Regions from separate parts of the Oryctolagus cuniculus genome. Here region 2 is linked to region 1. A link is a contact called in public Hi-C data. All regions are on one chromosome and are shown on one strand. The core of a region is the stretch at or near the end of the contact, and the rest is flanking DNA. Distances in the headings are between cores, read along the strand shown.

Region 1 (5,460 bases), core at 890-3,389:
CCTTCCTACCTCCTGTCTTATTTTTTAAGTAACAAGCGTTTTGCTAAAAAGACCTACACCTGGAGGAGCCCACGCCTTTCCCACCCGGAAAGGAACGCTGCTGGGGAAACTAGAAGCAATGCCTGCGACTTGGATGGCCTCTGATCACAGGGACCCACAACCTCGCGATAACCGAGCCCATCCAGGCAAATCCTGGCGGCAGTTCACCTGGCATGGGTCAAGAGAAAAATCTGACTTCTGTCGTCCATTCGATTTTAAGTTAATTGGATATGGTTTTCGAGACACCTGAGCCCATTTTGCTACTACCAAAAGAAAAAGAAAAAAATCTGCAGTCTGATGAACTTTCTCTTAACTACAAGTTTCCTCAACTGGTTAACAGAGAAAGATTGTTTCACAAGATACACTCTCACACTTAGGAGCGGCCAGATTGCCACTCTAAGTGGAACAGAAAGGTTTCTGAAGCAATGATTCTCTTGACGGGTTAAGTGAATTAGCTGCACATGCCAATTCCTGAAAATGCAAATTTGCCATCATTTTTCAGTTTTTAAAGGACAGGGAAAATAAACTAAACAGTAGAGAAGCCAGAAAGTGGAATTTGGAATTCCAGCCTTGGTGTCTTTTTAAAAGCACTGTCACGAGTAGTCCTACATTTGCAGGCACCAAACAAGAAGGGGCAAACAGCTTTTCAAAATAAAGCTTTGTCATAAAACAGGCGATTTCCTCCAGGAGCCAATTCTCAGCTTACTAACTCACCCAGGTGACAACGCTGCTCCACGGCGCTACCTTTTGCATTGTTTTGCATGGTCTTCGCCTGTCTCTCCTATTTAATTAAATAGCTCCAATTTTACACGTGGACGACTTAAAAGGGCTGAGGGATTCCTGCACGAGGTCCACTTCCAACTCTCGGGCCCGGCGCTGCGGCACCGCCTCGCCGCCCGCGCGCACCGCACGCTCTCTGGCTCCCGCACACACGCGCGCGAGCTCTTGGCGGAAGGCTGAGAGCCCCAACTTCGAGGGAACTCAGCAAGTGAGCGGAGGCACTGTTTCTGGGGCTGCGGGAACAGTCATTTGAGAAACCCCACAATCATCCCCTAACTACGGAGTTCTGGAACGTGCGTCCCGCACACCCCTTCCCCACACTTCCTCGGCTTCGCGTTTGCCAAAGGCAAGTGCCCCCCAACTGCAAGCTGTCTCCCCTCCAGGATCCCGGACGCACAACCCAAATCAAAGTCCTACCGCAGCGTCCTGGCCAGCATTCCGGGAGCGACGCTTTCGGCCCCTCTCATTCTGCTCCCCACATCCACACCCCGCCCCCGAAGTCTACCACAGCCCGGGGTTCGGGGGTTCCCGCCTCGCGGGCGGCGAGTTATCGATGAATCCACACACGCCCCGGCTCCGGAGAGACTTGGCCAAGAACTTTTCACACCGGCGCCAGCGCCAGCCCCTAACAGAGCTTCTCCCCAACTCCTTCCCAAAGCCGCCCGCACGCACGCACACAGACACACGCACTCCCTCCCGCCGGCTTCCAGCCCCTGGCGCTCAGAGAAGCCCTGACCCTCGGGTCCCAGTAACCTGAGGTCACCCAGGAGTCAGCTCTCGATTCCGCTTTTAAAATCCCGGGCACACAAAGCCGAGCATTCTACTTGGAGGGTGTCTCCGCAAAGTTCTGCAAGTCACGCAGCGCAGGGTGCGCGGACACCCCCAGAACCCGCGCCCTGGAGACGCACCCAGCCGGGGCCACGGCGCGCCGGCCCCCGGACGCGCCCCGCCGCCCGCCCGGGCCACCGCTACCTCTTCCTCCTGGAGGTTGGCCTCGCTCGGGGTGTTCTCCTTCTCGGCTTTGCCGCCGTTGTTCATCTTCCCGGTCCTTCGTCGCCGGGCAGGGCTGGGGCGCGGGGCTGGGCGAGGGCGCGCTCGCCCGCTTCTGCCTTCCCCGGGGCGCCGGGGCTGCCTCGGGCGGGCGCCGCGGGGCTGCGAAGGCTCGGGCTGGGCTCCCGCGGCGCGCAGACGACGGCGGCGGGCGACTCGGGGAGGAAGTGCGGGCAGGGCGCGGGCGCGGGCCGGCCGAGCGGGGCGCGGAGACAATCGCGACCGGGAGGGAGACCTGGGGCGGGAGGGCGGGCGCGAGGGAAGGAAGGAAGGGAGGGAGGGAGGAAGAGAGGATGGGGCGAGGGCGCGCGTCCCAGGAGTGAGCGCGGAGAGCTGGGGCTGGGGGCTGCCGCTGCCGGAGCAGAGCGAGGCTGGAAGGAAGGGATGGGGCGGCCGGAGAGGAGGAGGAGGAGGAGGAGGCGCCGGCCGCGGCTGGGACGCTGGGACGCGGAGAGCCGCTGGCTGCGCGCTCCTGGCCGGCTTTGGGAAGTCCGAGTCCGCTGCAGCTCCTTTCTCTCGCCTCCCTCCCTCCCCTCTCCGCTCTCCCCTCCCTCTCCGCCTCCCTCCGCCCTCCCTGGACGTGGGCTGCCGCCGTCAGCCCGCAGGGACGGGACGGGGGCCGCCGAAGCCCCCCGGCGGGAGGAGGGGCCGCGGAGTCGGCGCGGCCCGGGCCGGATGGCGCGCGCCGGGGAGGGGCGGCGGCGCGGAGCGGAAGCGGCCGACCCCGGCCCCGGCTCGACGGCAGAGCGAGGGCCGGGCGGGCTGAGCAAGGGAGGCTGGAGAGCCGGGTCCCCGGGCGCACGCGGCGTCCCCCGCGCCCCGGCTCGGAGAGGGGGCTTCGGGGAGCCGGGCCCTGGCCGTGCGCGGACCGGGGGCTGGGATGTGCCACTTTTGTTTGCCTGCTTTCCACGAGGGAGCTGCGCGCCCCCGGGCTCCTCGCCGGTAGGGGCTGAGACGCGGGTCGCGCCCTCGGGGCGAGGGCTTGGAGGCCCGGGACGGAGGAACGCCGGGGACAGCCGGGCCCCCGTGAGCCCCCCGCGAGCCCCCCGCCGGCCCGCTCTGGAGTTGATTGTTCACCTGGCCTCTCTTTGGGGAGCGCCTTCCTGGCAAAGGAGACCGAGCCCTGTTTATCCGGCTAATCCCGCGGCTGTTTAAATGAGCCCCCCGGCACACAGTGGGCACTTTTCTAAACGAGTCTTGGCAGGCAGCCCTGGAGGGTCAAGGCATTCGGGCAAAGCGAGGCGCCCGCCTAGTGTTCCCGCCGCGCCTCTGGGGGACTGCCTACTTTATTTTCTCGTCCGTGAAATGGGTGCAGTTACCCCGGAGTGTGGGGGGCACGCCTCACACCCTCCTGCCCGCTGTAGGCTTACAACATGGATGCTAACATCATTATGAAGAAAATTTCCATTTCTTCTGGGCCTGGAGCCTTTTGTCTTATGGGTCCAGTTATGCGTCTAAACTTGACTGCTACAAATGTATAACCTTACAACTCGCAACTAGTTCGTTCAGCGCCGCCTCCCGCTCCCAGGAATTCCTTCCTGCACAGCACCTATCACAGTTTCTATTTATTGACTGGCCTGCCCTTTATCTTGCCTCCCCTCCCCCCTCCAGAGCTTATACAGCTTTGAGTGCTGGTGGGGGTGGGGGTGACAGCAGAAGATAAGACCCTGCCTGTAGGGAGCTGAAAATGGAGTTGTGGAGACCAGATACCAGGAACAACTCCAAAGCAACAACATCCTGGCAGAGCACAAACATCTTTTGCTTTAAGGGGATCAGGAAGGGCCATTCAATAATCTTCTTGGATTTACAAGAGAGTTTCACAAAGTTCATGGAAAATGCTTACTATGAAAAAAAACTATGCATGAATTTCCAACCCCCCCCCCAATTTTTTGCAGCCTGGTAAATGTATATTTTCATTCCATCTTTCCATGAGCTTTTTTGAAATACCATGGTATGTACCGGGTTTGTTCTTTGAGGTCTGCAGATTTTGAAAGAAAAGTTTTCTATCCGGGAAAAAAAAAAGTTTTTCTCTAACTGCTGCCACGGTGTCACCGATCTCTCTGGGAATGAAGGTGCATTGCACATCGATGAGAATAACCTAGGAGGAGGCTGTTGAAGCCGCAGCTGAAGATGTTCCGAGGGGCGAGGCTACGGGGAGTCCGGAAGCTGTGTCTGCCTTCTGATGTGTTGGCCTGGGCTGGCAGCCCTGTCCGCGGCCTGCTCCTCCCTCAGTTAGAGGAGGAACCACGAGGGGGCGATATCTTCCTGAGCAATAGTTGAGCGGTGGTCTTGGGCCCTGTGCCCTTCTCCACTCTTGCCTGTGACAGAACCAAACCCCCTTTTGCTGAGCCTGACAAACCCCAAGGAAAGTGACGATTAAGCCGGTCCTTGATGTCTCCAGCCAGGCCTCACTTCGGAGAAGGTGGGTTATGTTGTATGACTTCAGGATCCTGGGGGACCCCCCCCCCCAACCCAGCGAAGTGTGGCTCCCTCCCAAACTCAGAGACTGCTGCTCCTATCTTCAAGCCAAACCAGGACTTTGTCCATTGTTGAGGTCAGAAATCTCTGGGATAAGAAACAAAACATTTCTAGGAGTTGTTTTGTTTTTTTGACAGGCAGAGTGGACAATGAGAGAGAGAGAGAGAAAGGTCTTCCCTTACCGTTGGTTCACCTTCCAATGGCCGCTGCGGATGGCAGGAGCCAGGTGCTTCTCCTGGTCTCCCATGGGGTGCAGGGCCCAAGCACTTGGGCCATCCTCCACTGCACTCCCTGGCCACAGCAGAGAGCTGGCCTGGAAGAGGGGTAACCGGGACAGAATCCGGCACCCCGACCGGGACTAGAACCCGGTGTGCTGGCGCCGCAAGGCAGAGGATTAGCCTAGTGAGCCGCGGCGCCAGCCTCTAGGAGTTCTAGGAGGGGATCCTTCTCTGGCTTGTATTGGCTTCCCAGCATCTAGACAGTGCCTATCACATAGTAGGCACTCTGCTGTTTTTGAATGAATGAGCTCCTATTAAATCGTATCTGCCATTGATTTGTAGGCTTGAGTGATGAGGGACCCTTCCAAGATCCCCTAGGAAAGACTGGGTTAGTGGTGGCATCTTAGACCAGAGAAGAAACTCAAGCGACCTAGCGGGGTTGTTAGGTTGCCCTCATTATTGAAGAGAGGGGAGGTGGAGACCTTGTGCACGCTGGGGGACAACTGATGAGATCTTAAGAACTCAAATAATAGAAGCCCCCATTGTTCTGACATTTCAGCAAAGCAGAGTTCACCTGCAGGTCCTACAGTCCGTGGTGAGAGTGCAATCCACCGTGCTTCCAGAACAGCCTATGTGGATGGGAAAAAATGCCAGGAAAAGGCGGATTTCTGTTTTCTGTCCTTTCCGTGAAGAACGGTTTGGACTTATTTGGAAGAACAATCGGGTAATATATTACCAACAAAACCCAAGGAAAATCTATAAACAGGGTTTCACTATTTATAAAACCTTGTGTGACTGAGGGGAGGCGGGGGGAGGGACCCTCGGTCAGGACATAAATGATTTTTATGACTTGTTTACTACTTCAAAGAAAGTGAAGCTTCAAGAGTGAGATCTC
Region 2 (5,460 bases), core at 1,564-4,063, 84 kb before region 1:
AAAGAATGCCCAGCCCCAGTGACATTGCTAAAGAAAGTTGAAATGTCTTTATATGAAAGTTCAAAATTCTTACCTGTTTAGATGTGAGCTTTATAAGAGAACCCTCATAGCCCTGAAAAGAAAGAAAAACCAAGTTTAGACCAAAAAGGAGTACAGGGGCGAGGGGGAGAATAATTGTAATACTACTTTGCTTAACTAAAAATAAGACCTTTATAACTATAAACTACCAAAATATTCTCACACAGGCTTCCAAAGTTAACTAGGCAGGCAATCCCACTCCCTCAGCACATGCACGTCCCTGTTTGCACACTAGGGCCTAGAAGACAGCAAGCCCGGAAATGTATCTGTTTCTCTTCCTTGCATTCTTTCATGAAATTATGCAATGGTAGGAACAAGGGTGTGCTTGTCTACAGTAGGTCTTTGTTTTTTCTTGGTCTAGATAATAATGGGGACCTCATAGAACTGGGAGAGGGAAGAGGATAAATTTAATAAGATAGCAAGGTCAGAGCATGCTTGACTCGGGCTATACAATGAAACATCAGGCATAAACCAAGTCGTTTCATTCCAGCCGCCAGCAAAGGTTAAGCAGGCGGTGATCACAGCACCGCGTGGAGTTCTTTTGTGCACACACTGAAGCCGCCAACTTTCACGGCGGCATTCTGATGGGGACCTGGGAAACTTCCCTGTTGGGTTTTTCAACTCCAGCCCCTCCTCAAGGAAGCTGGGAACACTCAGTGCCCCTTCATTCTCTTGTTTCTCGCCTCACCCCTACTGGATCCTCAGGGTAAGGGTAACACACACGTGTGTTTCTTTCGGAACTTGAGCAAAGCCTGCTGGCTGGCACTGATGGATGACCCAGGAGGAGAAAACAGCACTGCTCGCATCAGCCCAGGGAGAGATTTGCAGGCTGGGGTCAGGCCGCAGGGACTTTAATTAAAAGAAGGTTGCTAGGAATGTACCAGGGTCCTGACTTTAGCACTGAGGTTTCTGGGCAGGATGCTGGCACTGATTCATCCTCACATCTCCCGAGCAGAGAACCATGTCACCAATTAGCTACTATAAACATTTTGCCTCAGAGGCCTTGAGCTGTCCCGGCTAGAGGCGTGATTCACAGCCTTGCCTCTTCCTTTGCTCAAGGTGCTCTCTCTTGCAAAGACCTGAGGTTCTAAATCCCCGAAGGCCTCAAAGGCACAGGACAAACAGTCCTGTGAAACACTCCAGTGAAATACCGGCTGGCTTTCTCAAGGAACACACAGCCTAGCAGTGCCTGGCGTCATAGTTCAGACTGTGAGGTGCAGTCAGATTGCCTGAGTTTGAATCCCAGCCCCATCACTTACGATGCGTGTACACATGAGTGTGATTTATTCAACTGCTCCAAATTTTCAATTCCTTATTTAAAAAAAGGGAGGGAGGGGCGCTAACGCACTTCCAAGGACTGTGATGATACATTAGAGAATCTGTAAGGGGCTTGTTAGCTCCATCTCTGACCCTTTCTCTGCGTAACAGCGTAACAGTATTTTGTCAGTTGAGATTAGCAATTATTTTTACAATGAGCTGTCCTCATCCTACACAGAAAGCTGTCCCTTTTGTAACACTGCAACCCTGCAGAAGAGACAGTAAATTCTCAAAGTTGGCACTTTCTCCACAACACTCTGCCTCTCCCACTTCCTCTGCGTGTTTATTCCTTCTGCTTCCTGCTGTGAGGTCACCAGTTTCGTTGCATTGAGGGGACGGCCATGAGAACAGAGCTGCAGCTCTTTCTTGGAAAGTTAGACGTCCTACATGTGCCTCCTTTCCGACGCAAGCACCTGCACCTGTCCCATCCCAGTGTCTCCTGAGACTGAACCCATCCCGCCTCACTCACAGGGGTCCTGCTTCAATCAAGATGGCTCACAAGCCAGAAATCAAGGCTGCCCAGCACCTACTCATAAAGGTGGCCGATGTCACGCACCACTGCTGACATACCCACTCTGAGCAACCCAGAGATCCCGACACAGGTCCCCAGGTCATGAGACTGCTGCCTAGGCCACTTCCCGAGCAGTTCCAGCCTTCTCCTGTGCCTCAAGGTTTCCCTATGGAAGCCCTCTCTCCTTCTCCCCTGCTGTACTGTTGCCCAATTTCTTGTTACGGTTGAACGCCAGTAACATCTAATATCTCTACAGTGATTTTATTTCCATAGTCAAAAAGGACAGCCAACTGCATTGAAGACTTTATCTGACAGTAGAACACATTCCTCTCAACCTCTTTGAGATTTTATCTTACTTTGAAACTTAGGACACTCTTGTCCTGACAACAACAACAGTGGTCAGGTTAACGCAGGGTACAGAGGACTACATATGTCCAGCCTTCTAAAAACATCATCCTGCAAAGTGCTTCCTCCAACATTCCATTTCCCTCCCCCGCAAAGCCTCAACGAAGCATTAACACTTGGTCTTTTTGCTTCCTTTGACGGTTGTTTAAACATAGCAAAGGTACCTTGAACGGTCTGAAAAGCAGATAGAGTTCTCGAGGTTTGATATCCAGAGGGAGACCGCTGACAAATAGGGTTCGGACCTGGAAAAATAAATTTAACAAGTGAGCAAGGCCAAGGGCAATTCAGGGGATGGCTTTCACCCGCAACCTTAAAAACGGTTCCCTCCCAATATTCTGACTCCTGCCAAAGTCATGCTCTTTCCTTGACACGTGCAATACTGTCATGTTAAGATGCCACTGAGCTAATCCTCAAGTATTTTTATGTAGATTATTTGGAGAGAATTATGCCTGGCTGACTGCAATTTACAAACTCATTTCCCCTCCCCGACCCGGCCCCTGCCCAGTTCTAGAAACCTAGGGGGAGGGAAGGTTCCACATAATCTAAATATTAGCTTAGGAAAAAATGTCAGGAGGACAGTGAGTCTTCCCACTCGGCTGCCCTGACAATACAGCCACATAATGTAATGTATCCAAAAATAAAATCAGAACAATTGTTCTCTGCTGTTTGCCTTATCACTCCTTTCCTCATTGAGCATGAATCACAATCCCAACAAAAGTGAAAGTAAAGTCAAACATATCTAAGCAACAGCCAAAATGTGTAACATTCTACTTGCTATAACTTTCTACTTACAAAAATAACTCCCACTGCACTCTTCTGTGGCACAACCAACACACACACACACACACACACACACACATACGATTACTACATACAAGGTGCTTGCTAGGTGCCACTGACTAAAGTCACTCCAGAAATGCATGTAAATTGATACAGTGCAAGGCACAGGGCACAGACTACGTGCTTAGTGTTGAGTCAGCTACAGAATACGGGTGACACACTTCTGGCCGAGACAATCAGAGAAAACACCTTGCTATCTGCATGGGAACTTAAAGGCTGAGTAGCATTTTACCCAGACAGGGAACAAAGGTGATGAGGTGGGGTAGGGAAGAAGCACAGAGGCAGGAAGGCAGGCACAGCACGGTGCATTCTTCGCACAAGGTGAGTCAAAGCCCAGCCAGAAGCTTACAGGGCAAAAACTAGGGACCTGATGTTGATTCCGTGGGCAAGGATTAGCCACTGAATTAACACCACCGCGTTCTCCATTCCTCTTTTTCTCAATTCAGGCTGAGTTCCTCATTAGAAATCATCTTAACTCTTTTAAAAGGCATCTCAATGATAAACCATGTAAAAATATAGTTTTTCCTCAGTGAGAAATAGGGAGAATTTTTTTTTTTAAATTCTCAACATTTCCTATTGATTTTAACTGTAAAGAAGCACAAATCAGCAAGCAAGGCCCTTTTATTAATCTCTGGTCAAACACCATGTCATTTGCATGTAGGTGTTAATTAACAACAGCCCTGGAATTCTGAATGGTTTACTATTTATTTACATGAAAGTATCTCAAAATGTTTGTGCAGGGGCAGGCATTAGGCCTACCAGTTCAGAAGTCCACGTTCCACATGGAGGGCCATTGGATTTTTAAATGGACTTGAAATTCATGCACAGTTATTTCATAACATGCATTTTCCATGAACTTTTTGAAAATCCAGCACATGCATGGAATTCCATCTTCTTTTAAAACTAGACTTACTCTGAGTATTGATTTCTACCATAGTCCGTTTATGTAGCTGTTTGTTTACTTTAACCTACTTGAAAGGTACAGTGAGAGAGACAGACACAGAGAACTCTCCTTCCAAAACCACGCCAACAGCCGACACTGGGCCAGGCAGAAGCCAGGAGGCTGGAACTCCACCCAGGTCTCCTGGAGGAGCAGCGGGAGTCCGAGCCCTTGGGCCACCATCACTAGCATGGCACGCGAAGCAGTGGCTCACTATGCTGCTCCGTAACATCCTCCCCCAAGCTCAGCCTTTTGTTGCATCAAAATAAACATCCTTTATTTCCATTTTCCATGAATTTTGGGGGGTACCCTCCTATTTTAAATAGCCTTGAGGTATAATTGATAGACGATGAAGTGTACATCTTAAATGCGTGCAATTTAAGTCTTGGCACATTTATAACCCCTGGAACCGATCACAATCAAGTCATCACCTCCAAACCTTCCTCGTGCCTCTTTAGTCCTTCCTCAGTGTCACTGAATAGAGCAACAGTCTATCTCTTTTTATTGCTGAGTAATACTCTGTGTATATACAAGCTTACCCATTCACTTGCTGTCAGAAAATATCTGGTGGTCCATTTTCAACACAGCATGGAAAACCACCCTCAGCTAACTTGAAGATGTAGCAAAACTCACTAGGGAAACAGGATGTTACAGAGTAGCCAGCTCACAAGGGGAAATTAAAATACAAGAGAAGGAAGGAGGAAGGTAACTTTGTAACTCCGGCGATGTCTGGGAAGATTGCACACCCCATAGTATTCAGACAGTGAGGAACTGGGGGGGCCTATGTGCTAGGATATAAATTGCTCCAGTTGTACCTGCTCATCAGAAACCTGATCTTGCAAGTCCAGGCCCATTTCTTGAGTGGACAGGGAAGTCTATTTCCCAAAAACATGGGGGCTTGTCGGAGATCTCAGAACCCCAGCAGAGGAGGAGACACGTCCCACCTGACTTCAGGTGGCCTGCTCTGTCCACGTGGCCCATCTCCCTGCAGAAGTCACAGAAAAGCTCAAGACTTTATTTAGCAGACAGCAGAGGTGACCCAAGAAAGAAAACGCAGACACTGCAGGAACCAAGCAACCTCGGATAGGAACCAAGGTGGGAAAACTTCACCTTAAACGTACTGCCTTTCTGGGTGGGTATTTTCTTAGGTTGTGTGTGTGTAACTGAGAAAGTATCCTACATATAAGGGAGTGTGGAGTCCCGATCTGTGGTTTTGTTCTCCCACGAGGGTAATGACAGAGACAGACAAAGCGGGTCCTGGGGTGTACAAGAAACCTCCACTGCGGTGGCTGGGCTCACAGGAAAACTCGGGGTGGTGTGCAAGAGCTCTTGGTTACAGCAGACTGAGCACACAAGGAAACTGACACAC

Evidence for each region. A called contact is a pair of places that touch in the nucleus more often than the background predicts.
Region 2: a Hi-C map of embryonic fibroblasts shows a contact between it and region 1, with 2.5 times the contacts expected there. The contact joins the enhancer-like site here to the promoter of RBPMS in region 1.

The regions. Positions count from the first base shown.
Region 1 is chr2:80,423,853-80,429,312 of mOryCun1.1, reverse strand. RBPMS (RNA binding protein, mRNA processing factor) reads right to left here and starts at 2,139. Exons shown (of 8, transcript XR_007918162.2): 1 at 1,792-2,139. LOC138848503 (collagen alpha-2(I) chain-like) reads left to right here and starts at 2,254. Exons shown (of 2, transcript XM_070068518.1): 1 at 2,254-5,460. The coding sequence starts at 2,254. The coding sequence ends at 3,024.
Region 2 is chr2:80,508,049-80,513,508 of mOryCun1.1, reverse strand. It overlaps RBPMS (RNA binding protein, mRNA processing factor), which reads right to left. Exons shown (of 8, transcript XR_007918162.2): 2 at 2,476-2,553; 3 at 74-112. Among named protein-coding and RNA genes, the nearest start is that of RBPMS, 84 kb to the right of the region's middle. Within about 2 kb of position 2,813, at least 2 of the 8 cell types and tissues checked have an H3K27ac peak or open chromatin away from gene starts, as enhancers often do.